Linked DNA regions of Sus scrofa: all the other regions are linked to region 2. A link is a contact called in public HiChIP or PLAC-seq and promoter capture Hi-C data. All regions are on one chromosome and are shown on one strand. The core of a region is the stretch at or near the end of the contact, and the rest is flanking DNA. Distances in the headings are between cores, read along the strand shown. Region 1 holds the start of ARPC4 (actin related protein 2/3 complex subunit 4). Region 2 holds the start of VHL (von Hippel-Lindau disease tumor suppressor). Region 3 holds the start of CAMK1 (calcium/calmodulin dependent protein kinase I).

What was found. Promoter capture Hi-C pulls out the DNA fragments that hold promoters and counts their contacts. HiChIP or PLAC-seq counts read pairs in DNA pulled down with a chosen protein or histone mark.
Region 1: a contact with region 2 is called in an H3K27ac HiChIP or PLAC-seq map of alveolar macrophages. The contact joins the promoter of ARPC4 here to the promoter of VHL in region 2. A contact is called at or near these places in 1 of 47 Hi-C or Micro-C datasets (embryonic fibroblasts) and 1 of 2 datasets of contacts at active chromatin or transcription factors (alveolar macrophages).
Region 3: a contact with region 2 is called in a promoter capture Hi-C map of liver, with 3 times the contacts expected there. The contact joins the promoter of CAMK1 here to the promoter of VHL in region 2. A contact is called at or near these places in 1 of 5 promoter capture datasets (liver) and 1 of 2 datasets of contacts at active chromatin or transcription factors (alveolar macrophages).

The regions. Positions count from the first base shown.
Region 1 is chr13:66,074,629-66,077,518 of Sscrofa11.1, reverse strand. It overlaps ARPC4 (actin related protein 2/3 complex subunit 4), which reads right to left and starts at 1,593. Exons shown (of 7, transcript NM_001206535.1): 1 at 1,586-1,593. It overlaps TADA3 (transcriptional adaptor 3), which reads left to right. Exons shown (of 10, transcript NM_001206536.1): 4 at 1,549-1,799; 5 at 1,918-2,023.
Region 2 is chr13:66,333,250-66,336,111 of Sscrofa11.1, reverse strand. VHL (von Hippel-Lindau disease tumor suppressor) reads right to left here and starts at 1,577. Exons shown (of 3, transcript XM_003483214.4): 1 at 1,224-1,577. The coding sequence starts at 1,521.
Region 3 is chr13:66,053,829-66,056,528 of Sscrofa11.1, reverse strand. CAMK1 (calcium/calmodulin dependent protein kinase I) reads left to right here and starts at 1,271. Exons shown (of 14, transcript NM_001190195.2): 1 at 1,271-1,405.

The DNA of each region.
Region 1 (2,890 bases), core at 344-2,843, 260 kb after region 2:
TCTCTGAGCCCTGTATGCCAGGTGCTATGCCAGATGCGGGGGAACAGAGATGTTTAAAATGAACCTCTGTGTCTCTAACAGCTTATAATCTTGTTGAAGAGACAGAGTACTCTGTTTTTGTTTTTTGTTTTGGGTTTTTTTTGTTGTTGTTTGGTTGGTTGGTTGGGTTTTGTTTTGTTAGGACTACGCCTATGGCATATGGAAGTTCCCAGGCCAGGGGTTGAATCAGAGCTGCAGCTACCAGCCTACACTACAGCAACGCGAGATCCAAGCCACACTTGCAACCTACACCACATGTCACGGCAATACCAGATCCCTAACCCACTGAGCAAGTCCAGGGATCGAACAGCATCCTCATGGATACTAGTCGTGTTTGTCACCCACGGAGCCACAACAGGAACTCCACAAAGTATTCTGTTTGTTCTAGTTATGATCAAACAACACGATTAGTCCTACAGTGGAGGTACAGAGTATCAGAGACTCATAGACAAAGACGATGCCATTTTAACTGGACCTCAAAAGATGAATAAAATTGGAGTTCCCATTGTGACGCAGTGGAAATGAATCTGACTAGGAACCATGAGGTTTCAGGTTCAATCCCTGGCCTCCATCAGTGGGTTGGGGATCTGGTGTTGCCGTGAGCTGTGGTGTAGGTCACAGACACGGCTTGAATCCTGTGTTGCTGTGGCTGTGGCGTCGGCTGGCAGCTGTAGCTCTGATTGGAGCCCTAGCCTGGGAACCCCCATGTGCCTCAGGTGCAGCCCTAAAAAGCAAAAAAAAAAAAAAAAAAAGAATGAAATTAACTCGTGGGAGTTCCCATCATGGTGCAGCAGAAACGAATCTGACTGGTAACCATGAGGTGCAGGTTTGATCCCTGGCCTCGCTCAGTGGGTTAAGGATCTGGTTTTGCCATGAGCTGTGGTGTAGGTTGCAGATGCAGCTCAGATCCTGCATTGCTATGGCTGTGGTATAGGGCAGCAGCTGCAGCTTCGATTTGACCCCTAACTTGAGACCCTTCATATGCCAAAGGTGTGGCCCTAAAAAGCAAAAAAAAAAAAAAAAAAAAAAATTGTGGTCCCTGGGAATCCATTGAAGCTTTTTGAGTGGGCTGTGGCATAATCAGTTGTGTTTTAGCATCTAAGAAGCTGTGTAACTGATGCAGAGAAGGCTTCCCAGTTGTGGCGATATTTGAAGAGAAGGTTTGCTGGAAAGCTTGCTTTCCTATACCAAAAAATTACTCCCAGCATGTTTTCCTGAGATGTGATCTCTTTGCTTGACCTGCTAAACACTGTGTAACTGGCTTGGGTGCTACATAGGTGAGTCAGTATAGACAAGTGAATAGAATGATTAGAAGAATATGAATAAAATCCTGTGAGATGGGCACAGATAAGGAGCTGAGTTTTGCAGAATGAGTAGGAATTTGCTAGACATAAAGGGAATAAGGAGAGACTTGGAGCCTAATTGAGTTCTAGATCCCAGTTTTTCTCTGGGAGGACGAATTGCCTGTGTCTTCCCTTCTCCCTCTCAGTGACAGTGTGTGAATTTCAGATCCTCACCGACTGGCAGGATAAGAAAGGTGACCGACGATTCCTGAAGCTGGGTCGAGACCATGAGCTTGGAGCTCCCCCCAAACATGGGAAACCCAAGAAGCAGAAACTGGAAGGGAAGGCAGGACATGGGCCGGGCCCTGGCCCTGGGCGACCCAAATCCAAAAACCTTCAGCCCAAGATCCAGGAATATGAATTCACTGATGACCCTATCGACGTGCCACGTATCCCCAAGAATGACGCCCCCAACAGGTTCTGGGCCAGAGAACATAGATGGGCCTCGGGATTCGGGCATTGGAGGCTGTGGTGGGGCCCAGGGCTGAGGTTGGTGGGGGAGGGGCCCTCACTCAGGCTCTGCTTCGCCCTGCAGATTCTGGGCTTCAGTGGAGCCCTACTGTGCTGACATCACCAGTGAGGAGGTGCGCACACTGGAGGAGCTACTGAAACCCCCAGAAGATGAGGCTGAACATTACAAGGTAGCGACCCCCAAGCCTAGGTAGATGTGGAGAACAAGAGGGCTCAGAGTTGCCTCAGAATCTGAGACCCTAAGCTCTGCATCATCTTCCTTCCCCTGTGCTGCCCAGCCTCCTGTCTGCTCTGCTAACCCACCTCAACATACAGGCACTAACGTCACCTTCTCCTTTCTAGCCTATGTAAATGGTCACCATGACCTAAGGCCTCTTCCCTAGTGAGGTCTGTTTCTCTCATCACCTGCCCTTCTTTGGCTCAAGCCTTCATCAGCCTTTACCTGAACAGCCTAACACTTTCTTCCTTCTAGAGGGATTCTTTTTTTTAAATTTTTTGATGTGTAAAAGTTTACTTTTTTTATGAGGAAAATAAAAGAGGTTCCATTAAAGAAAATGTAGAAAATACAGAGAAGCATTGGAGGGGAGCTCTCTCCAATAGGTCAGCTGTCATGATCAGATGTGCTCATGACATGACCCTGCTCTCTGGCCTCTCCCTGGCTCCTGTTACCCAGAATCGAGTAGTCCAGGCATCTCAGTCCATGGTGGCACAGTCCCAGCGCCTCTCTCCTGTTTCCTTGGCCACGCCCCCTCCTCACTGCTGTGTTTATCAGCAGCACCCCCCCCCAGGGTCCTTGCTGGTCTCTGGGCCTCTGCACATGCTCTTCTCCCCTTGGCAATCTGACACCCTTCAAAACCCTGATCACACATTACTTCCACCAGAATGCCTTTGCAGATTCCCGAGCAGAAGATGCACTGCCACAGCACCTTGACTTGCCTCTGTCACTTGCCTAAATTTTTAAAGAATTTATTTGAAAAAGTTATCCATAGAAGCAGTAATAAATTCAAGCAACGCAAAAGATATTTCCCTCTCACTTC
Region 2 (2,862 bases), core at 328-2,827:
GCTCAGCAGAAACAAATCAGACCTGGAGTTCCCGGTTGTGGTGCAGTGGTTAATGAATCCGACTGGGAACCACGAGGTTGCAGGTTCGATCCCTGGCCTCGCTCAGTGGGTTAAGAATCCAGTGTTGCCGGGACCTGTGGTGTAGGTTGCAGAGGCAGCTCAGATCCCGAATTGCTGTGGGTGTGGTGCAGGCAGGTGGCTACAGCTCCAATTGGACCCCCAGCCTGAGAACCTCCATATGCCTCGGGTGCGACCCTAAAAAGACCAAAAAAAAAAAAAAAAAAAAAAATCTTGCAAGGAAGGTAGTGAAAATTAAGCAAGTATTAACTTCTCTTCTTGAAAGCCAAGGAAGATGACTGCCTCCTTGGGCAGTAAAGCCTAGATATCCCCCACCTGGGTTACTAGGACAGTTTCTTAACCTTTACCAGTAGTCTTTCCCCTCCAAACCACTTTGCCACCTGGTAAGCTTTTCAGTGTTATGTCTGGCAACGCCATTCCCTGCTTAAAACTTTCAATGGCCCCATTTCTCAGGGATAAAGTAAACTTTCAGGCTTCCTCTCCCACCATTCCATACCCTCTCCTCTCCCCAAGACCCCAGGTGGTAGGTTCACTCTGCCTATTACTCTCACCTCCTAACCCGGTTGGTTAGATCCCATTCAAACCCTGCAGAATTCTCTTTCTTCTCCGAAAGCGCACACCCCTCCCTTTCTCTGAGCTGGTGCCCCGCCGAACTCTGCTCCAACCACAACACTTAGGACACTGGCTAGTTCTTATCTATTTATGCATTTGTCTCGTCTACTGCACTGGACCATGTACTTCATGAACGCAGGGATCTGAGGCGGAGCTGGCCCACTGGGCACATCAGAGGATATGAGATTCTCCCCTTCACATACAGAACAAATGGGCGTCAGGGATGGAATACACATGTGGCCATCATCAAATGCAAATTATTCAGTTTTAGAACAATGGGCTGTCACGTACTGGCAGCGTCAACCTCTCTGGGGCCTCAGTTACTCAAGGGTAAAATGGGAATACTAACGACAATAGCATCTGCCTTCCCGGATCGGGAGGGGACTCGGTGAGACGTGCCACCGTTGGTTGCCGTTGTTATCAGGCCTGGAGCACTGGGCGCAGCTCAGCACGGGCGACGGCAGGCGCTCGCTGCCCACGGGGACAAAGCGGCGGCGCGGCCCGGCGCGACAGGACGACCCCGGCCAACCTACCTCGGTAACTGTGGATGCGGCGGCCCGTGCCGGGGGGGAGCGTCGGGTAGGGCTGCGGCTCGCCGTCGAAGTTGAGCCACACGGGCAGCACGACGCGCGGGCTGCGGTTGCAGAAGATGACCTGGGACGGCTCCCGCGAATTCACCGAGCGCAGCACAGGCCGGGACCGCCCGGCCTCCATCTCCTTGGCGCCCAGCTCTTTGGAGTCAGACTCTTCCGTGCCAGACTCGGCGCCCGCCTCCTCCGCGCCGGCCCGGGCCTCTTCCGCGTTCCCCGCCTTCCCAGCCTTCCGGGGCATTACGTCGGACAGCCTGGACTACCCGGGCCTCGCCGGGCGGGGCGGGGGCGGGGCGTGCGTGCGCGTCCCCGGGCCTGCGCGCTGTTTTCGCGCGCGCTCGATGGAGAGGGTGGGCTACACCCCCTAAGATGGCTGGTTTGAGGCTGCGCGCATGCGCAGGTGCATCCTCTAAGCAGGGGCCGAGACCTTGCTGAGGCCGAGGCTATCACTGGCTATCCGGATGCCCGGTTTCCCGTATAAGTTGGATTCATGTGCGACCCATACGTTTTTGGCACAGCGTTCTTTAGCTCCATTCATTCTCTTAAGACCTTCGTGGTTTTTGTTATATCCTGCCCAACATCTGCGCTGTTTAATAATTTTCTCATTGATCATTTTTCTCTTTTGTCTCCATTTTGGGTCACAAAATTCGAATTTTGCACAGAAAAGTAGAATAAAGTGAAAATTTAGCTATCATCCCACTTCCCCCAGCCGCCTAGAGGTCCCTGGAGGCAACAAATATCATCAGTTTTTTTGTTCTTCCCTTCCAAGTTGTTCTACACATACGCAAGCAATTAAACATGTTTAGGAATTTTTTTTTTTTTTTTTTTTCGCCACCTGGGCATGCAGTTCCTGGGCCAGAGATCAGATCTGAGCTGCAATTGCGACCTATACTGCGGGTGCAGCGACGCTGGATCCTTTAACCCACAAACCTGTGTCCTGGCGCTTCAGAGATGCTGCCAATCCTGTTAGGTCACAGTGGGAACTTCAAAAAGGAATTTAATATCACTACAGTCAATGGAAATTCATTTACTATAGAAGGGTACAGTGGAACTAATCTCAAAACAAGTTACCGGGTTTTATCTATTAAACAAACGTAAAGGCGCTGAGCCTGCACTCTTCTTAAACAGCCAGGCGTTAGATGTTAGATACTGAGTGTTTAGTTGTTAAGTCAATTTTTTTCTGGACATAATTAGAAAGATTAAAGGAAACTGAAAAGGGAATCATTTTCATAGTTCAGTCTCTGCACTCTGTAATTCGTACCCACCTGGGTTCTCATTCCAGGTTTAGCTTCAAGTATGTGATCTTATTGCAGAAACCCTGGCAGCGGAAGGAGACAAAGGGCACTTGGAGATGCAGACAAAAGAAGGGTTTATTCAGCCCCTGTGCAGGCTCAGAGGAGCTCAGGCTCCAGAGTCTGAGCACCAGGTCTTTGGTCTCAGCAGCTTTTATACAATACAGCGTCTTGTTCTTTCCATGTAAGCAGCCAGGGACCTCCCCTTTCCCCTAGCAGACAGTGTTCCTGCCTAAGAAACTGAGCAAGCAAGGTTGCAGAAGCAAAACTGATAAGCAATGCTTGGATCA
Region 3 (2,700 bases), core at 22-2,521, 280 kb after region 2:
CATTATCCCACAGAATTCTCAGGAAAATTCTGAGTCAGTCATCAATATTCCATATTCCAAATGAAGAAATTGAGGCTAAGAGAGGTAAAGTGTGACTCAGAAAAGTTAGTCTCTAAAGCCTTTCTAGGAACCTCTTCCTCTCTCATTGTAGAATGGGCACAATAACCTGACCACCTTCGGACACAGTCCTGAGGTTAAGACAGGGAAAAGCCAATTGAAAATGAGATTGAGCTAAGCATTGTCCTCTCCCTATCTGCAGCTGTAAAATGCAGGAATTCAAGATTGAGGAGCGGCCATGAGGTGGAGTGGGGGGTCCCCAGAAACGTGCCTCCTCCGGCTGGCTCCAGTCCAGCCCCACCCCTTCTTTCTGGGAGTTGCTCCCTCAGTCCCTTCTCCCCAAGGAAGGCCTTGCTCAAGAGGACACAGACCAGGTCTTTTGGCCCCTTGCCCGCCGCCCCAGAGCGGTTTTGGGCTTCCTCTCCCAACCTGGCCCTGAGCCAAAGGCCGCTGGCGCCAGCCCAGTCACGTGGTCCTCTTTGGCCCGCTTCCACGAGGATCCAGATTTAACTCTCCCCCCTCCCCCTTCCCTCCCCGCCCCAGTCCCTCTGGGCACCACACCCGATCTGGCCCGCAGGTGTAGGGAATTAGAGCATCAGCTCTGCAGGTGTGGAGAATTAGAGCCTTAGCTCTGCCTCAGAGAGGGACCTCAGTTTTCCCGCAAGTCAAATGGGATCCCCACCCTAAGACTGTCTCAATTCTCTTCATCACCTACCCTTGCCTTGTCCTTTCCGAACGGCCCCAGGCCTCCACTCCTCTCAGTCTCTAGAGCTCTTCCCTGGGCCTAATTCCCAGGGGCGGACAGGGGCAGGGAGAGTAGGACAGCGCCCAACCCTAAGGGAGCTCCCAGAACTGGTCTGAAAGAAACTCCTAGAGATAGGGCGAAAATGGCCAGCTTCCGGCATCAGACAGACTTGTGTTCGAATTCGACTCTGCTTCTGACCAACTGACTTTGAGCGCTTCATCTCTCTGTGCCTCAGTTGTTCCTACTGTGAAACGGGGACCCAGCCTGATGACGAAGGATGAAAAGAACCCAGCGGAGGATCTGACCTGCACGAAGGGCGGCCGCTGTTAACTCCTGACCTCTCGCCCCTTTCCCAGCCCGGGAGCGGAGCCTCACCTCCCAGTCCCCAGTCCCTCCGTCGCAGGCTCCTCCTCCACTGACATCAGAGCCGCAGGCGGGCGGAGGGAGCCAGCCGAGTCCGAACCAAGCCCCAGCGAGAGAGCCGGCGGCGGGGCCAGGCGCGCAGCAGCGGCGGGCGGCGGACGGCGGCCAGCGGCCAGCGGCCAGAGCCCAGCACCAGGCACCTCCGGCCTCCCAGCCAGCCCCGCGGCGGGGCAGCCGCAGGTACAAGCCCAAAGCCGCGCCGCCCGACCCTGGGCGCAGCCGCTGGATACCCTCCCCCAAGGATGGAAAGGGGAGCCCGGGCGTGCCGGACTCTAGATGGGCAGGGCCGGGCCTCACTCCCCAACCTCTGCCCCAGGCCCAGCAGGTGCCGGTGGGAAACTGAGTGGGTAAAAGAGGAAGGTGGGGAAGGGATGTGTGTGCGTGCGTGTCTGCCTTCAGCTGGGCCTGAATGTGGAAGGACTGGGCATTTGGAGGTATGGATGTGTTGGGATATGAGAGTGACTTAGCTTTGGCAAGGGGCTTCAGATATGAAGTTGCAGCATGTTGGTGTATAAGGGTATCCGTGCGGATGTCTGGGAGTCAGTGCTTTTGTTGCAGATATATGTCCAGGTGTTGTGGTGTGCTGGTATCCAGCTCAAAAGGGCAGTAAGTCAGAGTTGGGGACGTATACAGTTGTGTGCTGACCATGTTTGGAGTTAGGAGTATAAGGATTTGCAGTTGAAGAGCTTCTAGGATAAAGGTATGAATGAATCTGGGATGTCTGGTATACAGGTGAGTGTGTGTGTCTGCCTGTCTGGGTGTCATCAAGGTGTGTATGGATGTGTGTTTTGGGGTATGAGAGGGATGTTTGGGTGTGAGGATGTCTGGGGGAGTGTGTGTTTGGATGTGTGTGCTGACGTCCGGGTGTACATGTGTGATCAAGTGTCAGAGTAACTGGGGATGGCGTGTGCTGGAGGCAGGTGTTTGGGTTCAGGGGTGTGGGTGGCTTTTGATGTGAAACTGTGAGGTTCATATCTGCCAGGCTTCCAGGTGGGTTTAAAATTCTGCCTCTACAGCTTACCACCAAGTCTCCTTTCCTAGAAGTTTCTGCCCCTTGGGATTGGTGGCCAGGCCCCCTTGGGAACATGTCCCATCCAAAGAGTGGAATCCCACACTAGGAGCTCTAATCAGGGCACCTTCCCCTCATTTTTTCCCATGGAGGAAAAAGAGAAGGAAAGGGCCCTCCCTGAGGACACACAGTACACTGAGCTCTGTTTTGGCTTCACTCTCTGTGGACCTGGGATGGGATTGAGAGGCTGTGTTCTCTGGATGGGTCCTAGTCTGGCTGCAGTGCCTTCCTAGGTCTTTGCCTCCAGCAGTCTTTGCTGGGGCCCAGCTAGGGGTCATTGAGCAACTCTGGATCCAAACCCTATCCATCACCAACCTTCGTCTCCCCATTCTTCATCTGATAAATGGGGAGAGCTCACCCTCTACTACTGGTTAGAGTCTCCGTGGTGGTGAGGTCTCAGTGGTGA